2 separate regions of the Macaca mulatta genome follow, and region 2 is linked to region 1. Evidence: chromatin contacts called from public Hi-C data. All regions are on one chromosome and are shown on one strand. Each heading gives the region's core, a stretch centred on a gene start, on an enhancer-like site or on the middle of the called end of the contact. The rest is flanking DNA. Distances are from core to core; before and after follow the strand shown.

Region 1 (5,371 bases), core at 1,196-3,695:
TTCCTCCAAGGCCTGGGCCTGTCCAGGCCTCTTCCCAACCTCTCCCTGCTCCGGCTCCCATTTCTCTCTTTCTGAGTCGGGCAGAGGCGGTGCCATCTGGCCTTGGACCCCTGGAGCCTTTCCGCCCACGTGTCTGGATGGAGGTTTGTTCTCTTCTGGCACCTCTCGGTCTTGGCCTTCATCTACCACCACCTTGTCGTGAGGAACAGGAGGCTCGTGGCGGTGGGCCTCGCCCACAGGCATGGCAATCCCTGTAAGGGCATGGGGGACAGATGGGGTCAGGCTGAGGCCCCTCCTTCCCTTCCCAGGGAATCTGAACTGGGCTCTTCCCTGGGTTCTGGCTCCCAACAGTGTGACACAGGCCAACAGATACCACCTCCCCGCTGGCCTCCCTGCTGCCTGGTCAAGCGCAGTTGACACTAAAGTTACACCAGGGGCAGCTGCAAACAAGTTGCTCTGGGAGGGGCAGCACATTCATCTGAATTGAAAGACACAGAAAACAAAAATGACCAGAACTTAGGATGGGCTGAAGGGAAACACACACACACAGCCCCGAGAGCCACGCCGCAGGGTATCCGGCCTGCAGAGGAGGACATGGGGCCCCCCTTCCCCGTCTCCACCCCCGGCCAGTGCCCAGTACCTTGCCCAGGGCGATCAAGCTGTGCCTCCTCCTGTGCCTCCTTGCCATCTTCCCGTCCAGGCACATCCACGGGCCCCTTGATCTGGGCCTGCTCCAGCTCCTCTCTCTCCTTTGGCAGCTTCGGCTTCTCCCGGCCATCCTCGGCCATGGCCACGACCGGATCCTGGGCTGGGAGCAGGGCACAGTTAGGGAACCGCACTGCAGGAGCAGGGCGGCTCTCCCTGGACTCTTACCATATTTTCCAGCCCAATGGCAGAGCCAAAGCAGTTATTTTTTTTCCTGTTCGATCATTAGCAGCTAAGTAGCACAGAAAACTGTCATTTTTCATGTGTATTCATAACAAAAATATGTCAAAATGCAATTTACACCTAACTGGGGGCAGGGAGAGCTAGAGTCCATGTAATACTCAGTCATTACCACCAGATGGCAGCATGAGCCCACCGACCGACTCTCCCACAGTCCCCTCCATTACCGCCATCACCTCCATCACCACCGCCATCACCGTCACCATCACCTCCACCACCATCACCGCTACCAATCACCATCATCTCCATCCCTACCACCATCAGTGCCATCACCACCGTCACCACTACCATCACCATCACTGCCACCCCTACCATCATTGCCATCACCTCCGTCATCACCACCATCATCTCCAGCCGTACCACCACCACTGCCATCCCCACCACCATCGCTGCATCACTGCCACCTCCATAATCATCACCTCCATCACCGCCATCATCACCTCCATCACCACCTTCCTGTCCCAGCAAGGCCATATGTCCACTGAGACAGGCGCTGCAGCCTAGGGGGACTCAGGTGAAGCTGTCTGGGGAAGAATTCACAGAGTCCGGTTCAGAGCAGCAGATGGGGGCTCACCAGCTCCCAAAGGAGAAGAAAATGGGGACAATTATCTTAGCTTTATACCAGCCTTCTAAGAGCAGCCTGATGTGTTAGTCTAGGGAAACAGACAGTTACACTGTTGTCAATTTGGAGTTGAGAGTCCTAGACAAACTGTAGAGGATAGGTACCACCCTACTGGGTAATAAACCAGTTAACAGAAAGCAGACACTAGGCTCTACAGTTTAGCTAAGTAACAAATTCAACCGTTGTTGTTGGTTTTTTTTTTTTTTCAGACGGACTCCTGCTGTGTCGCCCAGGCTGGAGTGCAGTGGCGCAATCTCAGCTCACCGCAACCTCTGCCTCCCAGGTTCAAGCAATTTCCATGCCTCAGCCTCCTGTAGCTGGGATTACAGGCACCTGCCACAATGCCTGGCTGATTTTTGTATATCTTTAGTAGACACAGGGTTTCACCACATTGGCTAGGCTGGTCTCAAACTCCTGACCTCAAGTGGTCCACTGCACCCGGCCCAAGTGACCAGTTCTATAAGCGTTTGGCCACCCGCCAGAGCAAGTGAAAACACACCAGTCGCCATCACATGATTAAGCCTCGGCAGAGGCTCCATATGCAGAAACGAGCCACGACTGTCACTCAAGAGGGCCTGTCCAATGGATGACTACGTGAAGAAAGGGAGGCTGGGGAGGGGAAGGGAAAATATAGCAAAACAAAGGAAATCTCCGTTGTCACAGGACAAGTTGCCTCTGAGAAGTCATTTTCTCAGCACGAAGCAAAATTCAGTTCCTCAGGCCGTGAATGACCGTCTGGGGCTCCAGCGGGAGCTCCGTGTGGGTGCAGGAGCCGCAGGATGGGAGGTGAGCACGGTGAGCCAGGAGCTGCCCCAGAGGTCCCTTTCTTTGGAGAACCTCCCGGGAACGCCATGCCTCTCAGCGTTCTGCAAGTGTTGCTGGATTGCACGGGCACCTGCGGGAAGGCTGCGCGAGCGTCCTGGCTCCCCGCCGCCGGCAGCAGCTGACCAGCCGAGGGCCGCACTCACAGCCTTCATGCCTGGCGCTCTGCAGCTGTCCGCGGGCAATGCACACAGCCTCTTCCACAGCGGAGCCGACCTTTGCGTCAGGGACAGTTTGCCCGCAGTGCCTCTTGGCTGCAGTAAAACTAACACAAAACTTCAAAATTAGCAACTGAAAAACATCTGAGCGCTGCCAGCCGCTTCGGATCTCGACATGAACACAGGCTGCGCAAAGACAGAAAGGGGCCCTGTGTGGGCAGTGCCCCCGCCAGCTCACGACTGAGCTCCTCAGGAGGGAGGAGATCTCTGGCATCTGAATTTCTTCTCCTAAGAGGCCAGCAATACACCAGCTAAGCCACAGTAGAGGCGGCCACGGCCAAGAGGGACAGCTCCACACACCCCCCCAGGAACACCCAGCGGAGGGTGCTGCCGCAGAGCAACCGTCCCCCTCATTCGGCTTCAAAAATCGCCTCCAGGCCAGGTGTGCGGTGCGGCCGAGGCAGGAAGACCACTCGAGGTCAGGAGTTTAACACCATCCTGGCGAAACCCTGTCTCAACAAAAAATACAAAATTAGCCGGGTGTGGTGCCGTGCCTATACTCTCGGCTACTCGGGAGGCTGAGGTGGGAGAAACGCTTGAACTTGGGAGGTGGAGGCTGTAGTTGGCCAGTATCGTGCCAGTGCACTCCAGCCTGGGCGACAGAGCGAGATTCTGTCTCAAAAAGAAAAACAAAAATCATCTCCAGTCACAAAAAACCACGACCCGTGGGCGTCATCGGCGCCGGCGCCAGGGATGCCGTGTTAGGCCCTGTCCCAGCGGCTCCTCACTGCCGGGTGCTGACGCAGGTTCCCAGCTCCTGGCACGCACAGAAACACACACCTTCTTAACAAGTGACAGAGGCCACGACTGGGCCACGGCGGAGGCGGATCCCTCACTTTCCTCCCTGCTGTCCAGTCGGGCACGGAGGCCCCGAGGCTGCCAAGGCCACAGCTCAGGACTCAGTCTTTGGAGTGAGGCACACTCGGGGACTTGGAGGTGGTGACCTGGAGGGGAAGGGGCAACATCTAATGCGTCCCCAACTCCACATTCAAGGCTGGCGTCCACCCCAGACCAAAGGCCAGCACAGACGGGCAGGGAGGCCAGCGACGCTGCCGTCCAGACCCCAAGAGTTGGCAAGGTGGCTCTGCAGGCTGCCAGCCTGGACCCGCCGTGGCTCCCTCTGTGTGCCTTGTGATCAGCAAAGGCGGAGACAGTCATGTCAGATGGTCCCCAGAAGAAGCGACTTTTAAACATGGTCCCGGTGGCCGGGCGCGGTGGCTCACGCCTGTAATCCCAGCACTTTGGGAGGCCGAGACGGGCGGATCACAAGGTCAGGAGATCGAGACCACCCGGGCTAACACGGTGAAACCCCGTCTCTACTAAAAAATACAAAAAACTAGCCGGGCGTGGTGGCAGGTGCCTGTAGTCCCAGCTACTCGGGAGGCTGAGGCAGGAGAATGGCGTAAACCCGGGAGGCGGAGCTTGCAGTGAGCTGAGATCCGGCCGCTGCACTCCAGCCTGGGTGACAGAGCGAGGCTCCATCTCAAAAAAAAAAAAAAGAAACATAGTCCCAGCATCCCACTGATGGAGTTCCTCATCCACTCGAGCGCCACCCCAAGTTCACGAGGAGGCTCGGGATCCCAGGGCGCCACACTCGCAAGAGGCGGGAACAATGGCCGCTGACATGACTTTTAAAAGCTAGTCCCTGCTTTTAGGCAACTTTTCCAATAGCTGCTTTCTGACTTTCCCTTGATGCTGCCATGAGAAAGGATTACTCATTAAGGGCTTGGCTTTACAGCCCAATCTTCCACACATAGCTGACCGATGACCTCATGGTCTCATCTTTCCAAACGTGAAGGGGAATCCCAGGCCATCTGGCTCCTGGTACCCGGGTGTCTGGGCTGGCAACACAGCCAGGCCCTGGTACAGCCTCCAGCAGGCGGAACCTCCTCACCACTGCTTTTGCCTCCACTGCGGCTGGCACTGCTGCTGTCTCTTGGGAGGCGGGAGAAGCTCCCAGTTCCTTCCATACAGCACGGAATGATCTGTGAGAGACTTAGGGCCACATGCTTCCCCCTTCTCTCCTCTGACTGTGGGGACATTGCCACCTTGCTGGAGCAATGCCCTACTGAGAAAGCTTTTTGTTTGTTTGTTTGTTTTTTTGAGACAGAGTCTTGCTCTGTCGCCCAGGCTGGAGTGCAGTGGACGGATCTCGGCTCACTGCAAGCTCCGCCTCCTGGGTTTACACCATCCTCCTGCCTCAGCCTCCCGAGTAGCTGGGACTACAGGCGCCCGCCACCTTGCCCGGCTAGTTTTTTTGTATTTTTTAGTAGAGACGGGGTTTCACCGTGTTAGCCAGGATGGTCTCGATCTCCTGACCTCGTGATCCGCCCGCCTGGGCCTTCCAAAGTGCTGGGATTACAGGCTTGAGCCACTGTGCCCGGCCTTTTTTTTTTTTTTTTTTTTAAGAGACAGGGTCCCACTCTGTCACCCAGGCTGGAGTGCAGTGGTGCCATCTCGGCTCCCTGCAGCCTCGACCTTCCAGGCTCAAGCGATCCTCCCACCTCAGCATCCTGCCACTATACCCGGCTCATTTTTGTATTTTTAGTAGAGACGGGGTTTCACCATGTTGGCCGGGCTGATCTCAAACTCCTGACCTCAGGTGATCCTCCTGCCTTGGCCTCCCAAAGTGCTGGGATTCCAGGTGTGAGCCACCACACTGGCCCGGAGAAGGCTTCTGATAGCTCCTTTGCTGTGTCCCCCACACCTCTCCTCCTGTTATAATCTTGTGCCGTGTTTCTGCTGCTGTCCTGAAATGGCAGGG
Region 2 (5,619 bases), core at 824-3,323, 140 kb after region 1:
CCCGGGGGTCGGCGCCAAGCACACCCCCAGCCGGCGACCGCGCCCAGGGACCTAATTCAATCGTCCCCGCCTTAATGAATAGCCGCGCGCTAATCTCATCTCCGCGCGCAACGGGGATTTACGCTTCCCGACTCTGCCCCTCGGGCCCCGCGGCCCGCCAGACGTCGCTTCCGAAGGCGCCGGCCTGGGGCCTGGCCAGGGGCTCGGTCGCAAGGGGTCCCGGCCGCCGGAGCCGGGAGACGCCGGAGCCGGGACCCGGGCCTGCGCGACCGCCACTCCCGAGCCAGCCGGGGCGGGCCCCGCGCCTTGTCCTGAGCCCCCGGCCCGGCCCGCGGAGCCCTGGCGCTTACCTGCGAGCCCCGGGCTCTCCGGAGCTCCCTTCCCGGCCGCGCCGCCCAAAGCCGGCGCCGGCGCAGGCCCCGACTCAGGCAGGCGGGAAATCCCGAAGTCCCCACCCGCGGCCCGCAGCCCCCCACCCCAGGTCGGCGTGGCCTGCGGGGGGGAAGGCCGGCCGGGGCCGGCCGCCCGCTTCCCCTTTCTCTCCAGATTCCTTTGATCCGCGGGTTCTCCGCCGCACCTCGGCTCCCGGGCTGCCCGGGTCGGCCCGCGGGGATCCTGGAAACGGTCCCCAGCTTATCTCCTTTCATCAAGCGGCCTTGGGCCGCCTTGAAACCGCGGAGCCAGTAATTGCTTTTTTCAGGAGGCCCAGTGCGGACTGGACAACAGCCAATCAGCGCCTTGTTTACACTCGGTGATGGACAGTCCGCTGGCGGAGTGCCAACCAATCCCAGCGGTCCCGCGGGAACGGGAGTGGGGGCGGGGAAACAGAGAGACAGCAGGCTTTGAGTTTAACTCTTTCGTGTCCCTGCTGGAATGAGACGGTGGAGAATTTCGAATGCGTGTGAATCTGTCATTTGGCTTCTAGTTTAAATATCCTTTTTTCCCCCAGAGGGGGAGGCAGAGATTCACAGGGAGAAAGAGGAGCAAAAATAAATGTATCCATCGCCACTAAGACATCACCTCGACTCCCTGAGAATAAATAGCATTTGGGTGGGAAACCAAATTCTAACAGAAATATTTGTTTGCAGAATATTTTAGAAGTGGTTTGCATCTGATTACGATAAAAATTGTTCAGTAGCTTGCTTTAGTTGGAGTGAGGATTTAGCAGATATGCAGACAGGGAGCAGCATTGAGAAATACTATACATGGTTTACCACACCATATCCCCTTCCCCCCTTATCGAGCTGAAAATATTTTTTAAATCTAGGTGTAGATGAAGAAAGGGCAATCCTTGTCTTCTCAATAAATCCCTGATTTTCATTTTAGTAGTTGCTCTGTTGCAAAGTGTGGCAGAGGGAGATAAAATTGAGAGCCACTAATGTAGACGGCTGGAGACTCAGAACTCACTTCCCAGGGTCTGATCCCCAGGTCAGGGGGAGGAGAGGGCCGGGCGGGCTATTCAAAGCTTGTACTGCCCAAGCAGCGGACGTACGTGGATCTGTGAGCTCGGGTCCGGGCAGGCAGCAGCCTCAGAGCGGTAGATGGGCCAGGCAACCTGGGGAGGCCTCTGGGCTTGGAGGTCTGGCCTACCTGCCACCTGCCAGACAGATCGCAGGGAGAAAAAGTAGCTACTTTTAAGGGGTGGTGGTATTTCTTCCTTTGGCCTTCTGTGCGGCAGAAGCCAAACGTTAGACCTGCTGGATTAAACATATATGTGTGTGTGTGTGTCTGTGTCTGTGTATACGCCTCCCCCTCCGCCGGGACACGCGCACTCGCTGGTTCCAGCTCCCTCTCCTGCCCTGCGCCACCACATTCCCATTCAGCAGCAATGATCTGCGCAGAGGAGCTGCGCAGTCGCCGGGCTTGAATTAGGCGCCATCGGGCTTGGTAGTAGCCCCGCTGCTTCCTGATTGGCAGCTCCCTGGCCCGGCGCCAGCCTATTGGGAGGCCTGTTTACGCCGAATGAGTGGCACGAGCTCCCGGCCGCGGAGGGCTGCGCGGCCAATCAGCGCGCTGGCTGCTCCGGGCTGAGTGGCACGAGCTTATTAGTATGCAGGGCCCGTGGCTCGCGGCGCCAGGCTGCAGGTTTGAGAGCCGCTCTGGATGGGCTCGCTAGAGTCGTTGTTGTGGAAGCGGTGCATTTACAGTGCAACAGTCAGCACATTGAAAATACCAATAGGAATACAAAACAAAGTCACATTTACTGATTTAATTGTATTGCATTCAGTTGTATCCAGGAAACAGCCTCCAGTAAGTAACTGAAATTGCTTTCATTTTTTTTTGTTTTTGTATTTTTATTATTATTTTTTATTCTGGCTTTGGGGTTTTACATTTTTTTTTTTTTTAGCAAAAGAAATTCAGGGTTGTGATGTTAAGAAATATATACCTTCCCTTTTAACAAAATCCGTTAAAATGTCGAAGCTTTTTTTTCTTAAAAAATATGGACTATATAAGCGATTTTTTTCTCTGAAAAATCTTATCGATCGGTTTAAAATTCCCCCCGTAATGCGTCCTTGCTTTGCTCTGAACGCTTGTTGTCTCGATCGACACCCAGCATTAAAAATAAATACTCGAGACAGGACAGGGACCGCCAGGCTGCGTCTGGCGCGAGCCGCGCGGGTGGCACCGGGCGGACAGTCGGCGAAGTCCGGGCGCCGCCAGCGTGCTCCCAGCTTTGGGTGACCCACGAACGAACCCCTACTATTCGCTCCCCTACCCTGCTCCCCTCCCCGGAGCAGTCCTGAGTTGGCCCCGCCCGGTCGGTCCGCGGCTAGGGGAACCGGCCGGCTCGTGGTACCCACGGCCGCTGCCCTGAAGGGCCTTCCGGGCCGAAGCTAGGGGCCGGGGAGGGAAACGGTCATGGCGAGTTTTTCGGTCTTCGTTCCCATTTCAGAATTTTTTTTTCGGAGAAGGGGTGGAGGAGGGGGGCCGAGCGAGGCTGGCGCAGCGGGGCGTTATCACCGTGCGTTCGGGACAGCGCGCGGGGCTCGGGTCACGGCCCGTGTGGCGGGGCCCGCGGGCTGGTTTTCCTCAGGCGCGCGGGTCAGGCGCGACCCTAGTTCTCATGACTCTCCTCGGGAGCGGGTGCGGCTGTTTCGCAGGGAGCGGGTTCTGCGGCGGCGGCCGAGCCACTAGCGCCCCCGGGCGCGCCAGGTCCCAGCCCGGCCTGCAGGCCCCACCGCGCCCGCGCTCCCGGAGACGGCGCCGGAGGGAGGCAGACGGGTCGGAGTCCGGGTCTCCGACAGGCGGGCGAGGAGAGAGCGGGTTTTTAGATGCAAAAGCAGAAAACAAAGCAAACCTGTAGAAGCCCCAGATCCTGGAGCGCGCCAGCCACGCCTGCGGCCGCGGGAAGAGGGACCCGCGGCTCCGGGGTCACGCCCTGCCTTCCCGGGAAGGAGCCCTGTGCTCCGAGGTTCAGCTCTTCCCGAAATGCCCTCGTCAGCGATTCTCCGCCCGCCCGGGGTCCTCTGCCCGCCATCACTTTTCGCTCCGTTTCCTCCCTTAGCTCAGCCTGACCTGGCGCTGCGGCGCCGTCCTCGCGGTCCTCCTGCGCGGCCTCTCCTGGAGCTGGGCTGGGGGTGGGCCCCGGGCCTCGGCACTCGGCGGGTGGCGGCGTCGCGGCTGCGGGACTGTGGGGCTCCCAGCCCGGGCCTTGTGGCCGCCCTTCCTCGCCCCGCTTCCTGGCCTCCTCGGGCTCCCCAGGCCCCCGAAGCCCGGCGCTGGCAGACGCGGAGGCGCGGCGCGGCCTCTCCCCGGGAGGAGAGAACACAAAGAAAAGCCCCCTCCAATCCGGTCAGAGCCGTGGCGGCGCAGGCGGGCGACAGTAATCCGCCTCCTGTTTGCTTAAAAAGTCGAGCCGGCTGGTGAGAAAGGAACAATCGGGCCTGCGATCCGCCCGCAGGGGGTGCGAGATTAAAATTGCTGCTTCGTAGCCGAGCCCGCGTCCCGAGAATCGCCAGCAGCTCACGCTTTCTCAACTTTGAAATTTCTCATTGGAAAAAAAAAAAAAAAAACAAAAAAACAAAAGCACAGCACACACGACTCTCCGGAGGCCTCCAGGAAGCCTGGCACCCCCGCGTGCGCCGCCCCCAGCCCTTCTCCGGCCCTCGGCGCCTTTGAAGCTGCAGGTTTCTGACCTCCCTCTCTTTCCTTCTTTCCCTTTGTCCCGCCCGGCGCCCTCCGGAGCTCGGGAGGCACCGGCCGGTGCTGGGGGCCCCCACGTCCCTGGTCCTGCCTGGGCAGCCCCTCCCCTGACCCCAGCGCTCGCAGACCCCTCGCCAGAGTACTCTCCGGGCCCTGGCGGCCGGGCACTCGCTTTGCAGGCCGGGCTCGGAGCTTGGGAGCCGAGCTGTTTGTTAGACCGGGGGAGAGAGCTGGCGATCCCCAGAGGGAAGGGAGCCCCAAACGCCTTTGTATGTAGTTGCCAGACAAAGAGAACTCTTTGTGTAGACCCATTTATTTACAATGCAAAAGCTCTCCGAATAAATATTAAAAAAGCTTATCAGCAGAGCAAATATGTATTCACTTAATACATTATGTTTTCGGTTATAGATTAAATCAGACACAAAATAGTCTGCAAATAACACGTTTTAGAACCGGGAGCATAAAATATCGCAATTTAAAAAGGTATTCAGGAGATGGAAAACATCTTAATCGCTTTGTTGTCATGGTGGGATGGCTACAAAAACACAAGGTTTTCTGCAAAGTTCCTAATTAAGAATATCAAGCCTATCCATCTCCCTTTTGTTGGAGGCGATAAACATTAAAAACAATACGTATTTAGGAGATGAGGAGGAATATGTGAAGTGCGGCCGGGGAGCGCCTTTGGAGGAACGCCTGGGAGCAAGGTGGTGCACGTAGCTTCTATCACTGGCTCCGATCCTCCGCACCCAGAGTCTGAAATTGTCCCCAATTTCGCCTGAGTGGATGTTCTGCGTTGGGTGGGGGTGAAAGAAAATGGAGGTGAGGGTCATTTTAGGTGGCCCCGCCGGAGGTCCGGGCGGGGTCTGCTGGCAGTAGGTTGTGCTGGGCCGGGCCCACCTTCCCCGGCTGGAGGGCCGAACTGGGCGCCGCAGACCCCGCGTACCCAGGCCGCCCCGCCATGCCGAGACCGGCCTCTGCTCGCGGTCCCCGGCAGGCGCTGAAGGAAGAAATCCTAGGGCCGATTTGGGCCGTTGAGAGAGCAGCATTCTGACTCTGAAAGCATCCCCCCCACCCCCAAGCCCCCAATCCGCAGAGGAAGATCCTGGGCGAATTTGATTGGGGGGCGGGGTGATTGTTACAGCCTCAACAGGAAGCTCCCGGCTCCGGGACAGCAGGCCGGGCACTGCGGCGTGGCGGCCCAGGTGATGCCGGTGGCGGTTGCGGGGCGCCCGGGGCTCTGAGGAGCCGGCCTGGGGTCCTGGAGCGATTCTGGGGACAGGAGCTGGTCCCGCTGGGGCTGGGGAGGGAGGACGACAGCGGATTCAGAAGAATGGGCCGAAAGATGCATGGGGGGATGGGAGTGGGGGAAAAGGAAGGTTATTAAAAAAAAAAAAAAAACAAAAAACTCTTGAGTTACAATCAATAAAATTACTCGCTTAATTAGCATGGTTATTCCGTTAAGCGGAATGCAGTAAA

The links. A called contact is a pair of places that touch in the nucleus more often than the background predicts.
Region 2: a contact with region 1 is called in a Hi-C map of fetal cortical plate, with 2.1 times the contacts expected there. The contact joins the promoter of BAHCC1 here to the enhancer-like site in region 1. A contact is called at or near these places in 3 of 14 Hi-C or Micro-C datasets (fetal cortex germinal zone, fetal cortical plate and liver).

The regions. Positions count from the first base shown.
Region 1 is chr16:90,953,281-90,958,651 of T2T-MMU8v2.0, forward strand. SLC38A10 (solute carrier family 38 member 10) reads right to left here. Exons shown (of 13, transcript XM_077973213.1): 8 at 641-808; 9 at 1-251. Among named protein-coding and RNA genes, the nearest start is that of NDUFAF8, 16 kb to the left of the region's middle. Within about 2 kb of position 2,446, at least 7 of the 40 cell types and tissues checked have an H3K27ac peak or open chromatin away from gene starts, as enhancers often do. A contact at or near this core is called in fetal cortical plate, where this site is marked.
Region 2 is chr16:91,097,008-91,102,626 of T2T-MMU8v2.0, forward strand. It overlaps BAHCC1 (BAH domain and coiled-coil containing 1), which reads left to right and starts at 2,074. Exons shown (of 28, transcript XM_077973176.1): 1 at 2,074-2,250. It overlaps LOC114673206 (a long non-coding RNA gene), which reads right to left. Exons shown (of 2, transcript XR_003723911.2): 2 at 4,439-4,931.